Regions from separate parts of the Mus musculus genome. Here all the other regions are linked to region 1. The links are chromatin contacts, called in public Hi-C, HiChIP or PLAC-seq and promoter capture Hi-C maps. All regions are on one chromosome and are shown on one strand. The core of a region is the stretch at or near the end of the contact, and the rest is flanking DNA. Distances in the headings are between cores, read along the strand shown.

What was found. Promoter capture Hi-C pulls out the DNA fragments that hold promoters and counts their contacts. Hi-C and Micro-C count contacts between places; a contact is called where the count stands out from the background. HiChIP or PLAC-seq counts read pairs in DNA pulled down with a chosen protein or histone mark. Capture Hi-C pulls out chosen DNA fragments and counts their contacts.
Region 2: a contact with region 1 is called in a Hi-C map of uterus, with 7 times the contacts expected there. The contact joins the promoter of Tufm here to the promoter of Zfp768 in region 1. A contact is called at or near these places in 2 of 39 promoter capture datasets (the C10 cell line and pre-B cells) and 3 of 484 Hi-C or Micro-C datasets (cerebellum, rod photoreceptor and uterus).
Region 3: a contact with region 1 is called in a promoter capture Hi-C map of pre-B cells, with 3 times the contacts expected there. The contact joins the promoter of Coro1a here to the promoter of Zfp768 in region 1. A contact is called at or near these places in 1 of 39 promoter capture datasets (pre-B cells), 1 of 484 Hi-C or Micro-C datasets (embryonic stem cells), 2 of 115 datasets of contacts at active chromatin or transcription factors (bone marrow-derived dendritic cells and memory CD8 T cells) and 2 of 9 other capture datasets (liver and pancreatic islet).
Region 4: a contact with region 1 is called in a promoter capture Hi-C map of liver, with 4 times the contacts expected there. The contact joins the promoter of Rabep2 here to the promoter of Zfp768 in region 1. A contact is called at or near these places in 2 of 39 promoter capture datasets (liver and pre-B cells) and 1 of 9 other capture datasets (liver).
Region 5: a promoter capture Hi-C map of liver shows a contact between it and region 1, with 3 times the contacts expected there. The contact joins the promoter of Gdpd3 here to the promoter of Zfp768 in region 1. A contact is called at or near these places in 1 of 115 datasets of contacts at active chromatin or transcription factors (pancreatic cancer cells) and 2 of 9 other capture datasets (adipose tissue and liver).
Region 6: a contact with region 1 is called in an H3K27ac HiChIP or PLAC-seq map of extraembryonic endoderm stem cells, with 9 times the contacts expected there. The contact joins the promoter of Prss36 here to the promoter of Zfp768 in region 1. A contact is called at or near these places in 1 of 15 datasets of contacts at CTCF or cohesin (embryonic stem cells) and 1 of 115 datasets of contacts at active chromatin or transcription factors (extraembryonic endoderm stem cells).
Region 7: an H3K27ac HiChIP or PLAC-seq map of microglia shows a contact between it and region 1, with 5 times the contacts expected there. The contact joins the promoter of Nupr1 here to the promoter of Zfp768 in region 1. A contact is called at or near these places in 1 of 39 promoter capture datasets (neutrophils) and 1 of 115 datasets of contacts at active chromatin or transcription factors (microglia).

Annotation. Positions count from the first base shown.
Region 1 is chr7:127,343,105-127,346,768 of GRCm38.p6, reverse strand. Zfp768 (zinc finger protein 768) reads left to right here and starts at 1,455. Exons shown (of 2, transcript NM_146202.1): 1 at 1,455-1,620; 2 at 1,894-3,664. The coding sequence starts at 1,533. The coding sequence ends at 3,512.
Region 2 is chr7:126,485,812-126,489,425 of GRCm38.p6, reverse strand. It overlaps Tufm (Tu translation elongation factor, mitochondrial), which reads right to left and starts at 2,071. Exons shown (of 10, transcript NM_172745.3): 1 at 1,936-2,071; 2 at 1,644-1,838; 3 at 1,000-1,166; 4 at 672-776; 5 at 425-589; 6 at 174-306; 7 at 1-90. The coding sequence starts at 1,978. It overlaps Gm46001 (a long non-coding RNA gene), which reads left to right and starts at 2,912. Exons shown (of 3, transcript XR_001778288.1): 1 at 2,912-2,944; 2 at 3,095-3,266.
Region 3 is chr7:126,702,863-126,706,320 of GRCm38.p6, reverse strand. Coro1a (coronin, actin binding protein 1A) reads left to right here and starts at 1,505. Exons shown (of 11, transcript NM_009898.3): 1 at 1,505-1,669; 2 at 3,147-3,345. The coding sequence starts at 3,148.
Region 4 is chr7:126,427,375-126,430,747 of GRCm38.p6, reverse strand. It overlaps Rabep2 (rabaptin, RAB GTPase binding effector protein 2), which reads right to left and starts at 1,981. Exons shown (of 13, transcript NM_030566.2): 1 at 1,592-1,981; 2 at 963-1,172. The coding sequence starts at 1,616.
Region 5 is chr7:126,764,976-126,768,469 of GRCm38.p6, reverse strand. Gdpd3 (glycerophosphodiester phosphodiesterase domain containing 3) reads right to left here and starts at 2,056. Exons shown (of 10, transcript NM_024228.2): 1 at 1,861-2,056; 2 at 1,526-1,568; 3 at 1,160-1,295; 4 at 1,034-1,079; 5 at 785-903; 6 at 618-707. The coding sequence starts at 1,999. It overlaps Mapk3 (mitogen-activated protein kinase 3), which reads right to left. Exons shown (of 9, transcript NM_011952.2): 9 at 2,654-3,230.
Region 6 is chr7:127,944,719-127,947,985 of GRCm38.p6, reverse strand. Prss36 (protease, serine 36) reads left to right here and starts at 1,261. Exons shown (of 15, transcript NM_001319147.1): 1 at 1,261-1,574; 2 at 1,897-1,935; 3 at 2,113-2,148; 4 at 2,587-2,749; 5 at 3,064-3,267. The coding sequence starts at 1,538.
Region 7 is chr7:126,623,966-126,627,620 of GRCm38.p6, reverse strand. It overlaps Nupr1 (nuclear protein transcription regulator 1), which reads left to right and starts at 2,151. Exons shown (of 3, transcript NM_019738.1): 1 at 2,151-2,298; 2 at 2,588-2,731. The coding sequence starts at 2,187. The coding sequence ends at 2,718. The region is part of intron 1 of Gm39087 (a long non-coding RNA gene); the gene reads right to left.

The DNA of each region.
Region 1 (3,664 bases), core at 206-2,705:
TCTTCTCTTCTTTCTCTTCTCTTCTCTTCTCTTCTCTTCTCTTCTCTTCTCTTCTCTTCTCTTCTCTTCTCTTCTTCTCTTCTCTCTTTTCTCCTCTCTTTTCTTCTCTTCTCTTCTCTTCTCTTCTCTCCCCTTCCCCCTCCCCCTTCCCTTCTGGAACTCTTCAGTGTCACTCTCCGAACTGTCCCGCACGCTTGTGAGAAAATCAAGAAACGAGGAATCAAACACAAGATTTGGAAAGGGAAGAAATTAAAGGTCGTCCTATGTTAGTATCTCTGGAGTGGCCCCTCAGCACCTGTAAAACCTGAGAGCAGAAGAAACGAGAAGGGAGAAAAGCAGAGGAGGAAGGGTGTCTACCCTAAGAGCCCTAGGCTTCCATTCTTCCTAATACAGGACAAACGGCTCAGGGGAAAGTTTACAAAGCGCAGGCCGAGCTCGCGAGGAGACGCCCGGCGCCTCCCTCTCTCACTCCCGCAGGCATTCCGGGCATCCTGTTAGAATGGCCTGAACGCCCTCTGCTCTACACGGCCCGGACCCACGGTGACCCCGGGACCACGGTGAAGCAGAGACAGCCGGCCCCAACAACCAATCCTGGGAGGAGTGGGCGGTGCCTCGCGGCGCGGAGGCGGAGCTGTTTCTCTGGCAACGAGCCCGCATCGCGGAGGGGGAGGGGAGGGCGAGGGAGGGGGGAGTGGGCGCGGGTGTCACTGTCGTAGCTCGGCGGGCTAGCAGGCTCTGGGCTCCAGAGCCTGGTTGTGCGGTCAAACGGGCGTCCGTCCGCGTTCCCGGTGCCAGTCCGAGTGCCCCGAGGCTGAGGCGAGGAGCTAGCCGCCTCCCCCGCTGGCGCCGGGAAGCGTCGCTCCTTCTCGCTGACCTTGGTCTCACTTGCCGCTTCGCCCTTGGCCACACTCAGTAGCCAGCACATGGTCGGAGAAACCTGCAGACAGGTCCCCGGTTAGGCCGAGACCCGCGATACAGACACACAAACTGCTGTTGCCCTTCCCGCCGGCTCCGGGGCGTCGGGTCGCCCCCACCCCCCGAGGCCCGGGAGATCCAGTCCAGGGTTAATGCCAACGAGTTTCCACCTCCAGCCGCTCCTAGAGAGGCCGCGGCGCGAGCCAGCGGGGGGAACTGGCCAGGGACGGACACTTCCTGTGCGGGGGGAGGGGGCAGGGGCGCAGTAGCCCGGCCGGGGCTAGGGGCCGAGACTAGAGGGTCTCGGGCTGGGAGTTGTGGCTGGGGGACGGCCGGAGGAGTCGCCTCGCCCCTCACCTCCGAGGCCACGACGCGCGGGGGCCGGTGAGGGCCACGAGACAATCGGGGACCTTGGGAGGGGGGCGGGGCAGCGGACAGGGGCGGGGCCGGAGAGGCCCAGGGTCAAGACGTCCGGCCTTCGCGGCCGAAGCCAGGCCGCCCGGTCTCCTCGGAGGCTCTGAACGCGCGGGTGGCGAGGGCTCGGGGCTCCAGGCACTCGAACTGGGTCGTAGGATCGTCCGCCATCGCCACCGCCGCCGCACTGGGAACTGGCAGGGATGGAGCGGGAGGCGTCGTCGTGGGGCCTGGAGTCCCGGGATGTGCACAGTCCCAACGCAGTGGGCAGCCCCGAAGGGTCTCTCAAAGGTGAGGGAAGGACCGCGCCTCTTAGGAGTGTGCCAGAAAACTGGGCTGTGGCCTGCGGGAGGGAAATAAGGCCGGAATCTTAAACACTTGGAAGTGGGGTGGAGGGTGGAGACTGAGTGCCCCGGGTCTTTAGAGGGGAGGTGGTACATTTTGTCACCTCACTTGTAGGGGCCAATGACCCTGCTTGGGGAGTGGGAAGAGAATTTTGGGACAATTAATGGACCCAATGACCTTCCAGACCCCCATTCAATCTGGATTTTCTGTAATTCTCAGATCCTGCAGGCAACACAAGTGAGAATGAAGAAGGGGAAATTTCTCAGCGAGAAGGCAATGGGGACTATGAAGTTGAAGAAATACCTTTTGGGCTTGAACCCCAAAGCCCAGAGTTTGAGCCACAAAGCCCAGAATTTGAATCCCAGAGCCCCAGGTTTGAGCCTGAAAGCCCAGGGTTTGAATCCCGAAGCCCTGGGTTTGTGCCCCCAAGCCCTGAGTTTGCACCCAGAAGTCCTGAATCAGATCCTCAGAGCCCGGAGTTTGAATCCCAGAGTCCTAAGTATGAGCCCCGAAGCCCTGGCTGCCATCCCAGGAGCCCTGGCTGTGAACCTGGGAGTCCTAGGTATGAACCCAAAAGCCCTGGGTACGGTTCAAAGAGCCCCGAATTTGAATCTCAAAGTCCAGGGTATGAATCTCAGAGCCCCGGGTATGAACCGCAGAACTCTGGAGATGGCGTTCAGAATTCTGAGTTCAAAACCCATAGCCCTGAGTTTGAAACTCAAAGTTCCAAATTCCAGGAAGGTGCAGAGATGCCTCTGAGCCCCGAGGAAAAGAATCCCTTGAGCATCTCCCTAGGAGTCCACCCCCTGGATTCCTTTACTCAAGGGTTTGGGGAGCAGCCCACAGGAGCGCTGCCTCCATTTGACATGCCTTCGGGGGCTCTGCTGGCTGCACCCCAGTTTGAGATGCTCCAGAATCCACTGAATCTGACAGGAACCCTGCGTGGGCCAGGCCGTAGGGGTGGCCGGGCCAGGGGTGGGCAAGGCCCTCGACCTAACATCTGTGGCATCTGCGGGAAGAGCTTTGGACGAGGCTCGACCCTGATCCAGCACCAGCGCATCCATACCGGCGAGAAGCCTTACAAATGTGAGGTTTGCAGCAAGGCCTTTTCCCAGAGCTCTGACCTCATCAAACACCAGCGCACGCATACAGGCGAGCGGCCCTACAAGTGTCCCAGGTGCGGCAAGGCCTTCGCTGATAGCTCTTACCTACTCCGCCACCAGCGTACCCACTCTGGCCAGAAGCCCTACAAATGTCCACACTGTGGGAAGGCCTTTGGCGACAGCTCCTACCTCCTGCGACACCAGCGCACCCACAGCCACGAGAGGCCCTACAGCTGCCCCGAGTGTGGCAAGTGCTATAGCCAGAACTCGTCCCTGCGCAGTCACCAAAGGGTGCACACTGGGCAACGGCCTTTCAGCTGTGGCATCTGTGGCAAAAGCTTCTCCCAACGGTCAGCACTTATCCCCCACGCCCGCAGCCACGCCCGTGAAAAGCCCTTCAAGTGCCCAGAGTGCGGCAAGCGCTTCGGCCAGAGCTCAGTTCTGGCCATCCATGCCCGCACCCACCTGCCAGGCCGCACGTACAGCTGCCCCGATTGTGGCAAGACCTTCAACCGCTCCTCTACACTCATTCAGCACCAGCGTTCCCACACAGGCGAGAGGCCGTACCGCTGCGCTGTGTGTGGCAAGGGCTTCTGTCGCTCCTCCACGCTGCTACAGCACCATCGCGTGCATAGTGGGGAGCGACCTTATAAGTGTGATGACTGTGGAAAGGCCTTCTCGCAGAGCTCCGACCTCATCCGCCACCAGCGGACCCACGCAGCCGGCCGCCGTTAACCAGTCACGGGTGGGGAGGTGGTGTGCAGAAGAGATGGGGTCAAGGAATTTATGGATAGAGGAAAAGCTGGTGGAGAATAGAAGGACGAAATATTCTAGAAGATGGGTCAGGGTGCAGGAAGTCACATGCCCTCAAGAAGTATGAGAGTTGG
Region 2 (3,614 bases), core at 822-3,321, 860 kb after region 1:
GGATGTTCTTGTTATGTCCCAGCAACTCACACTCATCTCCTTTCTTCAAAATGCCACGCTCTAATGTACCTGTCACCACTGTGCCCCGGCCTGGAAAGAAACAGGATGGGTTATTGGTCACCCAGGGTCAGATGACCCCTATGAGGAGTGGTGTACGTGAGCACGGGCCTCACCAGGAATAGAGTAGACTGACTCTACAGGGAGCAGGAAGGGCTTGTCCAGGTCCCGGGTGGGCACTGGGATGTAGGTGTCCACAGCATCCAGGAGCTTCTGCACTGACTTCACGCCTAGCTCAGGGTCACGTTGCTGTTGGAGACATGACAAGACCTTGAAACTTCTGTTCCTATCACAGGATGCTAAGTTTCCAGGTACAGAGCAAAGCTCTACCCCGTCCTCTACCAACAGGAGCCTGTGCTGTGCTCACCTCAAGGGCACAGAGAGCCGAGCCTACGATGACTGGAGTTTCCTCTCCTTTATAGCCAAACTCGGTGAGCAGCTCCCGGATCTCCAGCTCGACTAACTCCACCATCTCTGAGTCCTGGACAGCGTCTGCCTTGTTCACGTACACCACAACATGTTCTACCCCAATCTGCAGGCAAGACAAGAGACTGAGCAACTCTCCTGAGCCATCTGACGTCTCACGGATGTCCATCCCACTCAGACCCCAGTACCTGTTTAGCTAGCAGTAAGTGCTCTCGGGTCTGGGGCATGGGGCCATCATTAGCTGCCACCACCAGGATACAGCCATCCAGGGGGGCAGTGCCTGTGATCATATTCTGGGTGGAAGAGGAAGAAGGTCAGCTTAGTTCAGGGACCTCTTCAACATGCATCCTCTAATGAGAAGTAGCTGTGAAGATCTCCATCTCTCTGCCATGTCTTCACCACCCACAGCCACAAATCCTTGTTCTTATATTCAAACACCGCCACTATTTTATAACCTCCCCCCCTCACACCTCCACTGAACGGAAGCAGGTGCTGGCTGTCCCCAGCAACCCTCACCTTAACATAATCTGCATGACCAGGACAGTCTGTGTGGGCATAGTGTCGGGCAGCAGTGCTATACTCCACATGGGCTGCATTGATGGTGATGCCCCGAGCTCGCTCCTCTGGGGCATTGTCTATCTCCTCGTACTTCTTGAACTTAGCTCCACCTCCCTCGGCTAGAACTACCGGAGGAAGAGAACACACCTCTCAACTCAGGGTCAGAGCTACAGACAAGGCTCGGGGCACACGCCTGAACCCCTCATACAGAAACAATCTGGAAGGATAAATCTCTGTTAAATCTCAATTCTAGGAAATCTCAAATGTAATTCTAGGAAAGATAACTTTGTAAGACAGTGAGAGAATTTCCTAAGGTGTGTGCTCATCACAGACGCTTCCAATTCTTCGCTGACAGCATCTCTTTACAGACCACTCTACACTGGATGGAAACCATTCACAGTTTTCATTTTATGCCTCACAGAGCTCTTCCTGTACAGGGAAACCTGTCTCCTGCATCTTCCCACCAGCCTTCGTCCCAAGTGTCTCTTGGAGCCATGCTAAAGTTCAGCGGACTACAAGACACCCACCCTACGCTCTAGTTCTGACTCTTCCAGCTGACAGGACATTGCCCGACGCCTCCAACCCAACCCAACCCTACTCACTTTTCGTGATGGCTGCAGTCAGGGTGGTCTTGCCATGGTCCACATGTCCGATGGTACCCACATTCACATGGGGCTTGTCGCGTACATAAGTCTTCTTGGCCTCCACAGCTAGGCCGCGACACAAGAAGGGTGATGCGGGAGCCTTCAGCGGCCGCAGCCGACCTTGCAGAAATGGGGTCGGGCTGGCGCAGAGACCTGCGGGGAAAGGCACTTGGGAGTCAGGGATCCGAACCCAGCTACCCTCCGCGCCCCTCGCAACTCCGGGCTGCCTGCGTCCAACCCGCCCCCTCACCGCTGAAGCGGGGCGTCGCTCGCAATAGAGTGGCTGCCGCCATTGTGGTAGTACTCGGTGACCGGGACCGGGAACTAGGCACCCGGGGCCCGCGCGTGCAGGGAAGGACGGGCACTTGGGACTGCAGATCACTTCCGGCGGAAATGAGGGTCCGGACAGCGAGTTTAGGAGCCTCTAGCAGACAGTTTCTATGGCCACGGCCACTGATATCCGGGCATGGAGCGGAAGAGGGGGTTTCTGGTGTCTCGCGGGGGACGATGGGGAATTTCCACAGTTCAGCCTGAGGGGGCCGCTTTAGGAGGAAAATGCGGAGCGCCCCATAATGCACGAGCGCCCCCGAAGGCTTATGGGTGTTGTGGTTTCCAGGGCAGCGGGCTTGGGTCAGTTTGTGACAGGCTTTAGCTTCGCCTGGGTTCGGTCCAGAGAGAAGATCTCCCAGCCTGTAAGAGGCAAAATTAACGAGAGTCAGGGATGGAGTCCCGGGAGTTCCAGTCCTTGGCCATTAAATAACTGCCCCCATATCTCTTGCAGGGATCCTGTGCTTTCTAACATTTTGAAGTCAAACCCTCCTCCCCCAATAGTCCTTTGGACGCTTGACAAGCAGTTTTCTTTCCTTTTTCTTCCTTCTTCCCCACTACCTTCCGAGACAGGGTCTCCTTGGCTGGCCTATGTAGACCAGGCTGGTCTTCCAGCTCTAGAGAAATCTCCTGTCTCAGTGCTGGGATTAAAGGAAGTTTTTTTTTTACTGTTAGTTGAATCTTTTGTATACCCAGCAAATGTTTGTTCCCTAATGAATAAGTGGTTTTTGTTTTTGTTTTTTTTTAAGATTTATTTATTCTATGTAAGTACACTGTAGCTGTCTTCAGACACACCAGAAGAGGACATCAGATCTCATTACGGATGGTTGTGAGCCACCATGTGGTTGCTGGGATTTGAACTCAGGACCTTTGGGAGAGCAGTCAGTGCTCTAAACCACAGAGCCATCTCTCCAGCCCCCTAATGAATAAGTGTAAGTATAGTAATGACTTTTAACTGTCACATTCATCTTTTCGCACAGCTTCTTCAACTCTCACAAATAATAGAAGCTTCTTAACTCTGTCTTTCTTTCTGAAATTTACCCTATCAGCTTAATTGACAGTATCTTTTCCAAATGCTGTAGATTCCCTCATTCCATCCCTAGAGAGATGTCTAGGCACAAGCAAGCTACATCACATCTCTTCTAAAAATCAAGTGGAAGGAGATACAGGTACACACTTGTGACCCCAGCACTTAAGACACTGCAGCAGGAAGTCCAGTCCTAAGGCCTGAGCACAGATTGAAACTCTGAAAAGGTAAAGATAAAGGACAATAGAGTGTTACTGGAATCTTGTGCTAGACTCCCCTCAGTCTTTGTGATTTTTTTTTTTTTTTTTTTATCTAACGAATCCAGGCTGGGCAGTGGTGGCACAGGCCTTTTTAATCCTAGCACTTGGGAGGCAGAGGCAGGAGGATTTCTGAGTTCGAGGCCACCCTGGTCTACAAAGTGAGTTCCAGGACAGCCAGGGCTACACAGAGAAACCCTGCCTCGAAAAAAACCAAAAACCAAAACCAAAAAAAAAAAGGGGGGGGAGAGAAGAAATGAGGCAGTTTTACAGGGAGCAGGTTGTAGAAAGAGACCAAGCTAGACACAGTGAAGACAG
Region 3 (3,458 bases), core at 256-2,755, 640 kb after region 1:
ATGTGATGCTGGAGGCCATGCCTTTATGCATGCTATGAGGTGTTCTGCCAGCTGAACTCCATTCTCAGCCCCATTACTGTTATCACTTTAGCTGGAGACTCTAGAGTCGCTGGCTACAGTCACAGAGCCTCAGGCACTATCCAACCCTGTACTGAGTAACTGCAGAACACTTCAGACTACACCTTACGCACCGCACCGTTAGCTGTGAGGTGGGCAGGACTTCTTGTTTCTCTCCTACAGAAACTGAGGTTCAGGGAGGTGGGGCCTCTTGGCCAAGATCACACGGCTAATCAGTACAACTGGAGCCCCTTCTGTTCTTTCGAACTACTTCTACCTTAAAGAAGAGTTTCTTCTGACTGGGTCTTGCTATGTAGCCCAGGCTGGCCTCCTGCCTCAGCTTCCTGACTACAGATGACTGTCAGCACACCTGTGTCCTTGAGCTTTGCTGACACTGCGCCTCAGCCCCCTACCCTTCTCCAGAGCCACTTGTGGTGTTTCCTCTTCCTCCCAGGATAGCCCAAAGCTTTGGTAAATGGCAATAATGAAAAGAACCAACATCTTTTGGGTTTTTGAAACAGGGTCTCACTATGTAGCCTTGGTCTGGAGCTTACATGTGGACCAGGCTGGCCTTGGTTTCACTGACCCTTCTGCCTCTGCCTCCGTAGTAATGGATTTACAGGTGTGGGCCACCATATCTGACTGTAAGACCCCAACACTAATTAATACCTGCCACTCTGTAGATGCAAATCCAGCTATCCTTGGAGTGACCATCTCCATACGAAGGCAGGTAAGACTGTTATAGACAGGAAACTGGGGCTGAGATTAAATTAACCTGCCCAAGGTCACTCAAATGAGTGACAGCCAGGAGTCACAACAATGGTTCCAGCAAAGGCCTTTCTTCCTCTGCCCTTGCTACCGTGACAACCCACTCCCCTCAAGGGACAGGAATGGACCACAGCCCAGCTGTGTGTGATATCAGACTTCTGTGTGTACTCAGTGGCTTTTAAACTGTGTCAGACGGACTCCCGACTCCCTCTTCTCATGGCCCGAGAGCTCTCTAGAGGGGGAGCACTACTCATTTGCCTCCATAGCCCCAGCACAGAACAGGTGCTCCATAATGCCCAGTTATTTTACTTCTTCCGGGCCTCAATGCCACGAAGCAGAGGACAAGGGTGTCCCCGCTGAAGCCCTAAATCCCTAGAAAGGAGAAATGACCCCCCCAAGGCCTCCCAGAAATCCATTTGGGGTAACGACAGGAGAGGTCCCTCCTGTAGCAGAGAAGGCTCTCAAGCTGGTTGAAGCCGTTCTAAAGCTTTCTCCGGTGCCAGGGAAAGGACCTCGAGGAGGCAGCGGGCGGCTGGGGGAGGGATGAAGGAACGGGATATTTTTGCGTTCTGACATTAAAAGAAGAGTTGATTCGCGTCAGCATCTGTTCGGGGGTTGGAGCTGACAGCATGGGGAGCGGTCCCAGTCTTGCAGCCCTGGAGCGAAGGGCCGGGCCTCCATGAGCTCCGCCCAAAGGGGCGCTACCACCCGGAGGAGGCCGGCGCACGGCCGCTGCTCATTCATTGTCTTGACAGAGCATCCTCGGTGGCCAGCCTGCAGCTCCTCCATCCTTCTCTCCTTCCTCCTCTACTTGGGAGGGGTCACGCTCAGCTCTCCGCAGCAGGTGAGGCTGGGCGCCGGGGGAGGGCTGGTCACAAGGGCCAGGCAACGCTGCCATGGGCCACCTGTGGGGCCAGCGCCAGTGTGGGGGCAGGACTGTGGGACTGTGGGGGCGGGCGAGCTGTCAGAGCCACCAGGCTGGGGACAGAGAGCCGGTTTGTGAGCCCCGCCAGGAGGATCGAGGACGAGGGAGTTCGAAGGGGCAAGTAGGTCCCAGAGTGCTCCAAGGTGAGGGCTAAGGACCATCGTGACCAAGATGGAGGTGGGCTCCTGGGAGCGGCCGTAGCTGGGCTCAGAACCTATGCCCCGGGGAGGGAGCTTCTGAAGGTGGGGGATGCAGGGTGGGGTGAGCCAAGTAGCTGCCCTGAGCTTTGAGACAGGAAGGGGTTGAGTGCAAAACAAGACTAAGTTCCCCTTTCCGTGGTTTCCGGGCTTGGTACCTGGGTGGGGGAGGAGGCCGGGTGGGGCACATCTTCCGCCCCTACCTTGGATTGGGCTTTCCTTCTCCCAAATCCAGACTGCTCACTGGGGTCTTGTGTCCCCTTCCTGTCTTGGAGACTTCACTCAGGCACTTCACCTGCTTTTATTTTTAATAGACCTGGGAGCCTCCTTGGTGATACCGGGGTGTGCGAGGACTGGAGTCCCAGCACGAAGGGGCTGAGTCCCCCATTAAGGCAGAGCAGATGGGTGAGGCTGGGGAGGTGGATAGAGGCTCTGGGCAGGATGCCTTCCACAGCGCAGCCGAGGTTCCTTTACTGAGCAGGAAGGAGGAGGGATTGGGCACAGGATAGAGGCAGCCCCTGGGCTTCACTAGCTGGCTGCCTAGCCACAGTGGGTAACCATCTTAGCGGACCTCAGGGAAGTCAGGGTGGGCCTCTCCTGAGTGTAGTTTAACGGAAGCAGAAATGGCTCAGAAGAACATCTGCTTTTTTTCTGAGCGGAGGTTAGGAGCAGAGGTCTGGGGAGATGCTGGGACCCAAGCCATTGCTGCTTCTTGTAGCCAGAAACCTGGGGAAGCCATCCTGCTACTGCATCCCTTCCTAGGCAAGCTGGCTTGCATCCCTCTGTGTGCCATCCCTGAGCTGGAAGGCCAGGGAGAAGCCCTGCCCTGCCTTTAGGAAGCTCTGTGTGAGGGATGTGGGATCTAGAAGAGTTCGATAGGAGGGAACCTATCTCCAGACTGTCTGGACCACTAGGAAGGAGGCACTGTGTCTTAGTCAAGAACCAGACCCTTGGAGCCACACCATAGCAGGCTGTTGTAGGGGCTGATGGTGCAGGATTGAGGGTGTGGCTTGAAGTGCCTGGGAATTTGACAGAAAAACTGGGGAGGGTAAGCAGGGAGATAAGCAAGCTGTCAGTCATGGTCAGGGTGCCTCAGACGCCATGCTGGAACCCTCAAGGCCAGGCCAAGGGTTGCTCTGGGGATGACAAAGTGCGGCTGGGATTGACCCAAAGAAAAGTTTACAATCTGTATCCTTCAGGATGAGCCGGCAGGTGGTTCGCTCCAGCAAATTCCGCCACGTGTTTGGACAGCCAGCCAAGGCTGACCAGTGCTATGAGGATGTGCGCGTCTCACAAACCACTTGGGACAGTGGCTTCTGCGCTGTCAACCCCAAGTTCATGGCTCTGATCTGTGAGGCCAGTGGGGGAGGGGCCTTCCTGGTGCTACCCCTAGGCAAGGTGAGCTTCCGGAACCTCAATGGTCCTGGGGAGGACTCTGCTGTCCATGGAGACTGTGGGGTCCTCAGTAGCTGACTGTGACCCAGCTTCCCTGGGGTTCTGTGTTGATATCT
Region 4 (3,373 bases), core at 732-3,231, 920 kb after region 1:
ACATAAGCCAGAGTCAGTATCAGGTGTCTTCCTTACTTGCTCCAACTTATTTTTTCCAATAAGGTATCTTTTTTTTTTTTTTTTTTTTTTTTTTTTTTTTTTTGAGACAGGGTTTCTCTGTATAGCCCTGGCTGTCCTGGACCCAATAAGGTATCTTATTGACTTTGGAGCGCTCTGTCTTGGCTGGCCAGCAAGCTATTGGGGATATGCCAATCTCCAACCTTCAGAGCTGGGATTACAGATAAAACTCCCAGGCCTGGTAGGATGGGAAGGGAATTTCAGGCCCTTTACTATGGAATCCAAGGTCAAGGGCAGACCATAGAGGGAGATCTGAGGGGCTGGAGCAGCAGTCCAATAGAGCATGCCATAGTAATACTACTGCCAGGAAACAGAGTAGGGGCAGGTCTGACATCCTTGAGGACACTCTAACCTCTGCCCAGAGGAGAACAGGAAAAGGCAGAGGACCTGGGACCAAGAAAGCTGGTGTCTCCCAATCCACAGAGGCCATGAGACAGAGGGGGAGAAGGAAGGAGATGCATGTATTTGTGTAGGGTGCTGTAGGGATACCTGGGAAGGAAGGGAAATCATAGGACTAAGCTCAGAGACAACAGGCTGAGTTTCGAGCCTCGAGGCCCAGAGGAAAATGAGGGTGGTTCAGAGAAATGCGAAGTTTCTGGCTCGTATTCTGGGCTGATCTTATGTCAGCAAGAACAAGAAATGATACCCATGGGTATCATGGGTAAAGATGATTGCTACACTTAGCTGTGACTGACAAGAGTTGCTGACAACACTTGTGGTGTTTCTCTGCAAAATAGAAAGGGGCACTCAGGTTCTGGGACACAGTCTTTTCTCTGTTGAGCTACCTGAAGCTCATCTGAAGCCCTCCTCGCCCTGCATTCCCTGCTAGAGGGGCGCAGGCAGACAGGCTGTCGGGTGGGTTGTGTTGGGAGCGGGTGCCTCACCTTTCAGGATGGCCTGCAGGGAGGCCACCTCCTCTTGGCACTGTCTCTGCACTGCAGCCACTGCCTCCGCCTTGGTGCTCTCGCTCACCTCAGCTACAGCCTTCATGGTTTCCATTTCTGCCAGGGCACCGGCCAGTTCGGCACGAAGCCGACTGAGCTCACTTGACTCGGATGCATCCTTTTGCTTCTCTTGGGGCTGGGGATCCAGCGCTGTGGGGAGCGGGGAGTGGGGGGGACAGTGACCAAGATTTATTCCCACGGCTTGCCGATCTCCTAACACCTCAGGCCACCCAGCAGTCCAGTAACCCAGTCCTACTCTCCATCTACAAGGACCTCATCCCATTCCCCTGGTCCTGCCCCTCCCGGAGTCCCAACTAACTTGGCTCGACCGTCCAATCCCTTCCAGTGGCCCCGCCTCGCCCCCTTACCTGCCCCACCCACAGACACACCCACCGTGTAGGCCACGCCCACCCCGGTGGGCGCTGTGCCCCGCCCCCTTCCCGAGCCTCCGCGCTGGCCGGCTGCCGCCAGCAGTCGCATTCGGCTCCGCCCCCAGCCCCCTGCTCCCCACGTGCGCAGCGGCGCAACTCCCGCACCGATTCCTGGCCGCCGGTGCCCCCGATTCTCACCTAGGGTTGCTGGCGCAGCTGCCATCGTCTCAGCCCAAACGGCGGATTCCCGCACTCACTGGTGATGGCACTCCCGCTTCCGGGTCCGCTCGGCTGTTTCCGGATCCGCTCGGCTGTTTCCGGATCGGCTCTGCAGGGGCCGCGGGGGGTGGGAGGGCGGGATGGTCAAGAGACGCCGACTGCACTCGAGTGGACGCGCGGCCTGGATCCCGCCTTTCTTGCAGCCTCGTGGGACCGCCCCCGCGCTCCCGCGCTCCCTGGAAGCTCCGAGGGCTTCGGGTCTGCGGTAGTCTTCTCTGGTGCTGAGGATCTGCTGAGGCTCCACTCGAGGCCACCTCCTGGAACGCCTGGTCTTAGTCCTAGAGGACGCTGCGCGCGGCCTCCTCCTTCCCTCCGCCCGGCCGCCCTTCCGCCGTAACCCGACTCGCGTTACTGCGAAGTGTGCCCGGCCCGCCCAGCATCTCCGCCCCGCGGGCCAGGGCTGGGTTGGCGTTCTGAAGCTTGGCGCAGTCAGTGGCAGAGGTGCGAAATCTACGTGTCTCCAATCCCATTTTCATATGGCTTCCTGCAAATCTCTTTCTCCACTCCCAGGGCTGTAAATCTTTCAGCCTGGGTCTGGGTCAATCTCTCATTATGTATGACCTCTCGCTTTGGAGAGTCACAGCAATTCAAACAAGTACAGAGCCTGGGTCCCCCTGCCTCCAAACCGGTTTTCTATAAAAGACTTTGAACCTGGAAGTCCTTGATTCTTTGTGGTCTCCTTGGAATGCACACCAGTGTACTTATACCAGGATGCCTTCCTCATTTCTCCAGCACTAACACCCAATCGTAGTACCCATCACGCCTGAACTAGCAAGATAACCCTTATCTCCTCCTCCTATGTGCCTACTGGTGGGCTTTTAGTGTTAGAGGGAGCCCACTACAGATTATCCCCAGACAGCCTGTGGTGGTTTGAAAATGCTTGGCCCAGGGAGTGGCACTATTTGGAGGTGTGGTTTTGTTGGAGTGGGTATGGCCTTCTTGGAGAAAGTATGTCACTGTGGGTGTGGGTTTTAAGACTCCCTCCCGACCCCCACCCCCGGCTGCCTGGGAGCCAGTCTTCTGTCTTCAGAACAAAATGTTGAACTCTCAGCTCCTTCTGCATAATGTCTGCTTGGATGCTGATATGATCCTGCCTTGAAAAATCTCATGAAAGAGATTTATTGGAGGGTCCTGGGTGTGAAGAACAAATCCAGGGGTGGCTGCCCTCTGTTCCCAGGAGCAGACAGCACGGAATTAAATAGAGGGCAGAGCTTAGATAGGATTTCTTAGGGGTGGAGCTTTTCAGGGCAGAGAGTTCCAGATTAAGGATTGGTGGGATTTCAAGTCCTGACTTTGGGGAGCTCAGGGATTGGTGGGGTTTTGCGGGAAGCCCAGAGATTGGTGGGTTTCCCTGCTTAAGGATTGTTGACTCCCCCCCCCCCCCCCCCCGCCTTCCTTTTTTCCTGCATCTAGGCTATGGGTTAAGGTAGGAAGTCCTTCCTGGCCACAGCCGGCTTTTACTGAGGCACCACCTCTGTAGGGCCGCTGGCGAGGCTGGAGAGCTCCTGCTGTAGTAATTCACCAAGAGTGTAGGCCGAGGCAGGAAAGGCGTTACCACCGTGGACAGCTCCTGCTGAGGTGGGGGCGGGGGTAAGGAAATGCATCCGAGTGGACAGCTCCTGTGATGGCTGCAGGCTGAGAAGGCCTCCTCCCTGCCACCATTTTGACAGGAGCTGGCATTTTTGATAGCTTCTGCGAGGG
Region 5 (3,494 bases), core at 807-3,306, 580 kb after region 1:
TCACACCTTGACCAGTATAATGGTTAATTCTGACAGCTTGATTGGCTTAAGTGGTAGTACCTAGGAGTTTGGTGAAATACACCTGTGAGCATGTGTGAGGATGTTTTCACAAAATTAGCCAAGGGAGGAGACCCACCCGGAACTCGGGCAGCAGCTTCTCCGTAGGCTCAGAAGGGGCTCGTAGGGGAAGCAGCAGCCCGGCATCTCCTTCCAAAAGTGGTATATATCCTGCTCTTTCCACCTCTCAGACCCATGACGATGGGGAAGAAGAAAGAAGCCAGCCCAGGCGTTATCTCTGCCCCTAAGCTGTTAACGTGGAGGCCTCCTTCTCATGCCCTCTTGACTTCTAGCTATGGGACCAAAGTGATATGGATTAAAACCTCTGGAACAATGAGCCGTGTGGCCTGAAGTCTGTCACAGTACCAAACACCTGACCAACACAGCCAGTATTGGAGGTTTCCCAGAGCAAGTCTCATGGTTAACACCATGCCTATACAGTCACGTGTTCCACTTTTCCAATCCTGCTCTTGGGGACTATGCTGAAGGCTAGTTCCTGGGGCCCTCCCTCCTTGGGTTGCGGTGGCCTCTAACCCCATGGCAGAGAAAGAGGGACTCACAGCAGCCCTGCATCTCTTCATGACTGAGCTTTTCTCTGCAGCCCAAATAGTAATCTCATTCCGGTCAAAGCGCCTAGTCAGGTTGGCTACCTAGGATGGAGAGAAGTGGTATAAAGGAAACCAGGCCTTTCTGAGGCCTGCCCTCAGCTGCCGGGCTATAGTACTACCTTGTGAATGAGTTCTTCATTTCTTTCTTTGACCTCCAAGCACATGGGAGTCCTTGGAAATTTCTGGAATACATCCTCCAAACTAATCATGTGCCGGTCTGACCCGTGGGCAAAATGGCCTGGGCAGGGGTGAGGGGTGTCACAAAAACTGGGGTCAGAGTAGGATAAACAGGCTGGGGGTGGGGGCGTGTTAATGAGAGTATATAAGAAGATGGCTAGGCAGCTCAAGGGTGGCTACACGCATCCTACCTGGTGAGAAGTAAATTTCCAACTCTTCCTTGTAGAGGGGCAGCTCCTGTGGAGAGCAGAGAAGCATCATCAGGGTACACGCGTGAAAGTGATGCAGCTCTCAGTGTGAGGGGCTGCAAAACTCACCTCAAAGTCCAGGGTGTTCACATCCTTATTTAGGCCTGACTGGCGGGACAGGTTCTTGTCGTGTGACACTACCACCACGCCATCCCGGGTGAGCTGGCAGTCAAATTCCAAGAGATCTGCTCGCTGGGCCATGGAACTATGGGAGCAAAGGTTGGTGGGGGAAAAGGACACAGGAAGGACCAGGGCATGTAGTGGAGGGGAAATATTGGCACAGAATTTATGGTGGGACATGTGGCCAGTTCCACAGTTCCAAGGACTTCCAGATACCCAGTTTATGAAGCGAGTAAGTAGCACTCCTGGTTGTCCTGCAGAGCACAGCCCACAACCCCACAACCTCACATGGAACTTGATGGGGCTTGGACTCACTTCTCTACTGCTTCCATGGTGTTCTCCAGTCGCTCCCCAGACCCTGTGGAAAGCAGTTTGGGTGGATCCCCGGGACCTAGCTTGACCTTCCTGCTTACCTTTCTTCCTGACGGTCTCCCACTTGCTTTAGGCTTCCTCTCTTCCAATCAGTTGAACTGGCCTCTCCTTCCCTGCCACATGCCCTCTAGGCCCCAAGACTCTCCTTTCCTCGCTCTTTTTAACATTCAATCATGCCTTGCACCTTGAGGATGGGCTGCCCACCCTGACACCTGTCTTGTTAGGCTCACTCCACCCTACATGGATTCCAGCCCTTCCACCTCCCTGACTCAGCTCACCTCCACGGTGGGCAGCCAGGCGGATAGGGAAGACGGGAGCCCGCGGCGTGTGCAGCAGATGAGGTCGGCGCAGGAAGAAGATGGAGAGCATGACGTAACTGCCCAGGGTGGGCAGAACAAAGTACAGGAGAGGGATCATAGCCTCGCTCCACGGCAGGCTTCTGTCAAAAGCACAGCCTTCCCTGTCCCAAAGGGCTCTGATGCCCGGGGCCGAGCCTGCCTGCTCAGCCAGTGTAGGCTGGCTCCTCCACCGGGCAGCGCCACGCCCATGGACCTGCTGAGCCTGCTGGGTGCTGCTGGAACGTGGCCAGACTGCAGTATGGCCCAGAGCTGGGGCCAGGCACAGGAACTGAGGCAGGCAGCCCTGGGTTCCATGTCCAGAGACCTTTCACAGATCCCAGCACCCCCTTTTGTTCTTGACCATGTGGGGGGGGGGGTTAAGCAGCCCCACCCCCTAGTGTTTAGATCTTTCTGCCTCCCATAGGTGTTTGTGGACAGGATCTGTAACTTATTACACATTTGCCACTTCCCGGGAATTTGGGGGTGTGTAAGGTACCCCTGAGTCACCCCAACTCACTCCAAGCAGTTAAACAGGAAGTTGTTAGGGAAGACAGTGACTAAAGGGAAACTGACCCCTTCCCAGAGACTGACACTCCTTAGAACCCAACCTCATCCCTGGCCAGCTGGAGCCAAAGACTACCAGGGCCATGTAAAGCCACAGCTGGAGGCAGGGGGCAGTTGTGAGTGCGGTATGCTGGGGTCGCGTCGACATACACAGACAGAGGCAGGCTCATCCATATACACATCTCTATATTTATATATTAGATACAGGCACGGGGAGATGGGGAGGGGCACCGGCTCTCCACGGGCCCCACCCCCACATCCAATCACCCACACACAGAAGCAGCAAGGGCGTTACATGTGGCAGCTTGAGAGAGAGAGGGTTAGGCCTGGGCTCCTCAGGGAAACTAGCCCTTGAGACTTAGGAATGTTCTGTCAGGGAAAATGGGGTGGGGTTCCAACAAGATGAATAGGGCAGAGCCCTACTCAGTGCCCTCCACCCCTCCGTAGCACAGGTCCTAGGACGATCATAGCCCCTCCATTCCAGAACGGTCTACCAGAGCCGGGGCTAGCAAGGGTAGATAAAGACACAGCAGCAGAGATCAGCTCTGGGGCCACCTCATCACTCAGGCTATGGGGAGATGGGGCAGGGGATTGGAGTGGGAGAAGCCTGCTTGAAGCAGGAGACCCCAGCAAAGTGAGAGAAGGTGGCCAGGCCCACCCTTGGTCCAGCCTGGGCTGCCGGGGTCTGGGTTGAGCAAAGTTCACTTTCTAACAATCTGCAGAGAAGGAGCAGGTAGGAGCAGGACCTGAAGGAAGAAACGGACAGAAAGGAATGGTCAGCGGGGTGAGCCCTGACCCCAGCGTCTTTGAACTGTCAAGTTCTGTGGGTCTTGGCTTCCTTATCTGCAGCTAACAAGAGCAGCCACCAAGTGCTACTGTGATTATAGGCTCCTCTCAAAGCATCATGATATACTCTGGCAAGGCCTGGAGTGGCTGCTCATAAGGGGCGGATCTCTCATCCGGATGGGCTGGAGGATGCTCGCTCATACATGACCCTGGCCCTTTGTTGT
Region 6 (3,267 bases), core at 12-2,511, 600 kb before region 1:
GGAATTGAACTCTGGAACCTCTGGAAGAGCAGTCAGTGCTCTTAGCCACTAAGCCATCTCTCCATCTCTCCAGCCTGCCCGCCTTTAATATTTATTTATTTATTTATTTATTTATTTATTTAATGTATGTGAGTATACTGTCGCTGTCTTCAGATACACCAGAAGAGGGCATCAGCTGGAAGAGCAGTCAGTGCTCTTAACCACTGAGCCATCTCTCCAGCCCTGATACTGAACGTCTGATATTGCACCTACCGCCTACCTCCTAGGTGCTAGGATCATAAGCATTCACCAGCATGCCTGCTTTATGTAAAACTGGGGATCAAGCCCAGAACTTCATGCATTCTAGGCAAACATTTTACCAATTGAGCTATATCTTCTACCCAAACATGTGCTTTTTCCCTTGTTTCTCTCTCTCTCTCTCTCTCTCTCTCTCTCTCTCTCTCTCACACACACACACACACACACATACACGCACACACACACATGCTCGCACACACACTCACACATACTCACACTCACACACACACTCACTCACACACACCCCTCTATGCCATGTGGGTGCTGTTACCCACAGAGAGGGCATAGGAGGGCACCAAATCTGGAGCTGAAGTCACCGGAGGTTGTGAGCTGGTGTTGTGGATTCTGGAAACTGAACTCAGGTCCTCTGGAAGAGCAGCAAGCAATCATAGCAGCTAACCCACATCTCCAGCTTCTGTGTAGTCTAGGAACTGTGGACTGGAGTGCTTTCAGACTTCACAGTGTTGGGGTCACAGGTACTACCACACCCAGTGCCATACCTTCCTTAAATAGACTCCTAATGATAAATAGTGTACCAAGAGACGGAGTGACTTTTCTAAGTCACATGAAGAGCAAGCAAGGAACAGCATTGAGAGTCGACCACCCCAGCACAGAGGGGTTTCCAGCTTTACCAGGCTGCTTAGTCCTCTCCAGTACCCCCAGGCCTTGCTCAACAAGGCAGAATCTGTGATCCCTTTGTTAGGATGGAATTGAATTCCCTAGAGTTCCTGTCCCAGGCCTGGCCAGCAACTCCAGTAACCAGAGCTGTGTGAGAAGAAAAGGCCAAGCCACTGGGGAAGCCACACCCCAATCAAGGGTGAGGTCTCAGGTGAGTCATGCCAAGGGCTACTGCCCAGCCCCATCCTGCTCTTCCACGGACCCAGGGCATGTGCTCCTAGCACTCCACCCACCACAGTCCTCTGAGTCGGTTTAACACACGGGGCGCCCTGCTCAACTCTCCACATCCAACAGGTGTCCTGGAGTGAGGACACCGCCCTACCTCCACTCTGAGCCTCCAGATATGTGAGATGCACCAGAATTCAGGGTGGGGCCTTTGACCTCCCTATTTTCCCCTTTCAGGCCCAGATCCTCTCAGATTCCCACAGATGGGCTCCAGCCAGGGAGGGTGGGGCTACCCCTGGGACCATCAGGAGGAACCAGCTACATAGTCCGGTGACAGAGTGGTGGCAGGAAGCAGCCTCTCACCTGCCTCTGTGCCTCCAGCTGACTTTAGTAGACCATGTCCCATCACCTGTTTCTCCCAGTTGTAATCATGGGTAAGTTCAGAGGACCGGGCTTTAAGAAGCCTGGATACCAACCCTAGAGAGCTGAAAAGCAGGAGATATACCCTGCATCCCTTATGGCAGTAAGATAGCAGAGTAGGCAGAGGAGCAGAGTGTCAAGAGGAAGGACGGGAGGGTGGTGGAAGGAGGAGAGGGCCATACCAGGAGCCCGAGGGATTGTGCAGAAGGGGAAGGGGAAAGGAGGCCTGCATGCCATGGGGAGATGGAACACTGTAAAATAGGATGGAAGGAGAAAGAGCCACACCTAAGTGCATCATCTCTCCAGACTTTCCTTGCCTCCCTCTTGTCTTCTCAGTGGTCAGTCCCATCCCTCCAGGAGCCTTCCAGGACTCAGGTAAGACTGATGGACTGGGGAGAGTTGGGCTCAGATGCCTCAGTGTAGGCAGACCAAAGGGCTGAAACAGGGAACCGGGGGACTGAGGGCAGCAAAAGCCCAGGAAGAGCAGGAAGATGGTGCTGGCAGTGTCGGGGCTGAAGGAGCGTCTTTCTCTCTCTGTCTTCTGTCTTCTAGTGGTCAGTCCTACCCAAGGAGAATTTGAAGACCTAGGTAAGAGAGAGGCATGAGTTGCCTCCAATCTTGTCTTTTGTTTGCTTGCTTGTTTTTGTTTTCGTTTTGCTTTGCTTTGCTTTGCTTTGCTTTGCTCTTGAGACAGGGTCTCTCTCTATAGTCCTAGCTATCCTGAAACTCATTCTCATAGGCCAGGCTAACCTCACACTCACAGAGATCCACCTGTCTTTGCCTCCTGAGCGCTGGCACTAAAGGCTGTCTTGAATCCTAAAGAAGTTTCAAACTGGCTAGGTCATGAGTGAATTGGAAGTGCCCGGGCCCTCCAGCTTTGGCTTGCTCATGTTCAGAAGGGCAAACTGAAGGGGTTCAGGCTCCACCACCACCCTCCCCGAGTTACCAGGGTCTCTGGAGTCCAAGGGATTAGGAGAGGAGGGGAACCCTAACCGAGCTTTGACTTCTAGGGGGTCTCTATTGCAGACTGCGGCCGCCCTGAGCCCTCTTCCCGCATTGTGGGGGGCTCGGACGCTCATCCTGGCACTTGGCCATGGCAGGTGAGCCTGCATCAAGGTGGGGGCCACATCTGCGGGGGCTCCCTCATCGCCCCTTCCTGGGTCCTCTCCGCTGCTCACTGTTTCGTGACGTGAGTATAGTCTTTGTCCAGGTTCTCTCCTATAGCTAACCCTGCGCAGCAGCTCAACCTTCCCTGCTTATCCTTCCTGCCTGGCAATGCCACGCTGTCCAGGCTGAATACCCTAGAATAGAAATCTTTCCAACGCTCCCACTGACATCTCCAAGTCCTATTTGACCCTTTCGACTTCCACGGTGAAAAATCTGGATTCGCTCTCTCGCTGGGTTCCTACTGACCCTAGCTCCCCGTTGGCTCTGAGTCCCCAGTCCCAAGGACTGACTCCGTAGGGCCAACCTAGTCCCCTTCTCTCCCCGGCACTGGAGCAGGAATGGAACCTTGGAGCCCGCGGACGAATTGTCAGTTCTGCTGGGCGTGCACTCCCAGGACGGGCCCCTGGAAGGAGCGCACATGCGCTCAGTGGCCACCATCCTGATACCGGACAACTACAGCACAGTGGAACTGGGCGCAGACTTGGCTCTGCTGCGCCTGGCCTCGCCAGCCAAGCTGGGCCCCTCTGTGCGGCCGGTCTG
Region 7 (3,655 bases), core at 902-3,401, 720 kb after region 1:
CTGTCAGCCTGCCTCTCTCAGCATTGCCAGCACCTATTACGGAGCTGTCCTGGCTGGTATACCCCACATGCTACCCTAAACTCTCCCTTCCCACAGTTTCTCTGATTCCTAAATAAGATGACTATGCTAGTATCTTTGCCTTTTTATTACCTCTTGGTCTCTGGGTTCTCAGGTTTTTTTGTTTTTTTGTTTGTTTGTTTTTTGCCTCTTGGCCACTTGGTCCAAGGTTCCTCTGTCGACCCTCCTCTCTTCTCTTCCCCCTGTCTCTTTCTCTCTCTGTCTCCCACAGGCCCTGTTAAGTCTGCTGGCCATGTTCACTCTGGACTCTTGCAGATAGCTCTGCTTGTGCTCTCCCTCATGTCTACACTAAACCTTCTCCACCATACCCAGGAGCCGCATGGCCTCTGCTTTTTAATTTTTTCATTCATATTTCTGACGACGACGACGGTGACAATGATGATTCACCTGTTCGTTTCCTATAGAGTAAAATTTGGGGGCATGGGGAGGGTCTGGGAGGAGTTGGAGAAAAGAAACCTTGATCAGAATACATTGTATGAAAACTTTTTTTAAAATAAAAAAAAAGTAGAAAATTTCATTTCACATGCTTTTTATTTGAACTTAAAATTCATACTAATTCTTATCAAACAACCCAAGGGAAGCTAGTATGGACTGAAAAAGCTTACTATTAGTTCACACTTGATTCATACTGGCTGGGTGTGGTGATGCACACCTTTAAACCTGGCACTCAGGAGTCAAAGGCAGGTTGATCTCTGAGTTCAACACTAGACTCAAATCTGGCCTACAGAGCAAGTTCTTAGCCAGCCACAGCTAAAACAGTGAGACTGCCTAAAAAACAAGGCAGGGGGTATCAAAGCACAAATACCTGTTTATTTCATTCTGCCCTCAATATATTATTTAAATTTTAGAAGTCACACGTATTTATTGTGTGTGTACATGGATAGGAATGTGAGGGTCAGAGGACAATTTATGGGACATTTTTCTCTCCCATACTGTATGGGTCCTGGAAACCGATAAACTCAGGTTGTCAGGCTTGGTGGCAAGTACTTTACCCATTGAGTCATCTTGCCAACACACAATATTTTATTTTAAATTCCTTTTCTCCACCCTTTTTTTTTTTGAGGGGGGAGGGTCAAGGCAAGGGCACTGTATGGGAACCCATGGGAAGTTGTGACTAATCCTTACACTGTTCCCGCTTGTGAAGGTTTTCCAGGCCTCATGAGTCTGCAACCTCTCACCAACAGAGCCAGATAGAGTTATCCTCTGTTAAAGGGGGAACCTGAAGCAATCAGAGAGGGAAAGTGACGTGTCCAAGGTCACACAGCAGGAAACACTGGATCTGAGCTGACTTGTGATCCCAGCATTTAGGATGAGGAGGCCAGAGAATTGCAAGTTCAAGGGCTAACCTGGGCTCCATAGAAGGATTCTGTCAGAAAGAAAGGTAGAGGGAGGTGGATCAGGAATCAGAGTGTGGAATCCAGGGTATTTGCTGTCTCTACCAGCTAGCTATCCTCCATCTTGCATGAGGAAGAAGTCCCTGGGGACTCTGTTGAAGGGGACTTTTCACAAAAATAGAAGCCTTGGGTGTGACAGGAACTGCTGACCAAGCAAGAAGTGGGTCAGTGTCCCTCCTCCCTCCCTTTTCAGTATGTATGCTGCCACTACCTCCTGAATCTGAACCAGACTACAGTGTGTGTGTGTGTGTGTGTGTGTGTGTGTGTGTGTGTGTCTGTCTGTCTGTCTGTCTGTCTGTCTAACTATGACCCAGGCCCAGGAGGGGCTTGTGGCAGAGGCTGAAATGATAGGAAGGACTGGCCTATCTGAGGCCCTCTGCTCTCCCTGGCCAATATCCCAAAGACTGTGCCCAGATCCTGTCTGCTTCCTCCGCCCCTGAGGCGAGAGCTTTCCACGTGGAAAAACACAGCTGTGCTTGGGTGAGTCCTGTGAGGGAGGAGGGAGGGGAGGGTGCTCCTCTCTGCTCAGGACTGCTGTCTATGGGCCCAGTTCTGGGAAAGGGCCAGATTGCATCAGACAGGGCTTGGAGGGCGGGGGCCAACCCCGTGGTTTAGGGAGGAGACAGCGTTATAAGTAGGGTGAGAAACTGGGAGAGGGCAGACATTCAGACAAGGAGACACAGGCAAGACTTTGGAGAGAGCAGACTAGGCATAATGGCCACCTTGCCACCAACAGCCAACCCTTCCCAGCAACCTCTAAACCTAGAGGATGAAGATGGAATCCTGGATGAATATGATCAGTACAGCCTGGCCCATCCCTGTGTCGGTAAGGTTTTCGTGGTAGCTCCTTGGTCAGCCCATCTGCTTCTCACTGGGTACCCCGGTTTACCTTTCCTAGCTAATCTATTCCCAACTCCCAAGTAACCCCTTCTAGTCTCATCTACTGAGTTCTGTCTCCCTTAGCCCCAAGAACTCACAAGTGAGCATCTCTCATTCTATACTTGAGTAAACAGCAAGGATAGAGTGCTTCAGACGTGAAGACGTGACCGCCCCACTCTGGCCATTTATATGCCTGTCCTAACCTCACACACCTCCTCTACCTCCTGCTCCACCAGTCGGGGGAGGTCGGAAAGGTCGGACCAAGAGAGAAGCTGCTGCCAATACCAACCGCCCTAGCCCTGGCGGGCATGAGAGGAAGCTGCTGACCAAGTTCCAGAACTCTGAAAGGAAAAAAGCCTGGCGCTGAGACGGAGCTGGAGGTGAGTCGGGAGAGCCGGGCCTAAGTGTGCCGAGCGGGAAGCGGGGAGCCAAAAGCTGGTCCTGGTGAGATGGCGCTGCAGGTAGAGGCTCTTGCAGGCAAGCAGGACAACCTGTGCTTGATCTCTGGGACTCGAGTGATGAAAGGGGAGAGAACCAACTGCAAGCTGTGTTCCCAGGGAGCCCTGCAGATAGATGTCCAGGCAGGGAAGTGATAAGAATGAAAACCCCATTCAGACCGAATTCCATCAGCTTGGATCAGATTTCAGGGCATCTAACGCCAGGCGGTTCACTGTCAGCATATTTAAAACACAGTACAATTTGGGAAGAGGTTTCTAGGCAACAGTCAGGTCCATCAGTTCAATTCCAGGAGCACAATAAAGCTTGAGGTGTGACTACACTGAAACTCCATGAGGGTGGGTTCTAGAGCTAAAGGCCTAGAATCTAGAGTGGTCTCTGACCAATAGCATGGAGGTCATCAGGCAGATGTGACATCTCTCCTAAGAGTGGGTAATGGTCTAGGGAGGGGAGAGTCTGGGATTATCATTCTGGAGAACTTGAGTGAGGTCGGCTTCTATAGCAAAAGCTGGGGAGGTCTGACTCCACACAGAGCCAAAAGCTCACCAGGTTGTTAACAAAATCCACTCTCAGATTTCTGAGTGGAATGCAGGTATTTGACTTTATCTCCTGCATTGAGGAGACACACGGCATGATTAAAACTTCTGGTTCTTAGTGCTTCTCTTGAGTACAAGGACCTCTGTGCCCCCAATGTCCACCGACTTCCATATGCTCAAAGTAGCACACGAGAATACGCATGTGCGCACATGCATGCAAACACATTGGCATATCAATAAATGAAAAAAATAGTGTTGGCCGGACAGTGGTGGCACACGCCTTTAATCCCAGCACTTGGGAGGCAGAGGCAG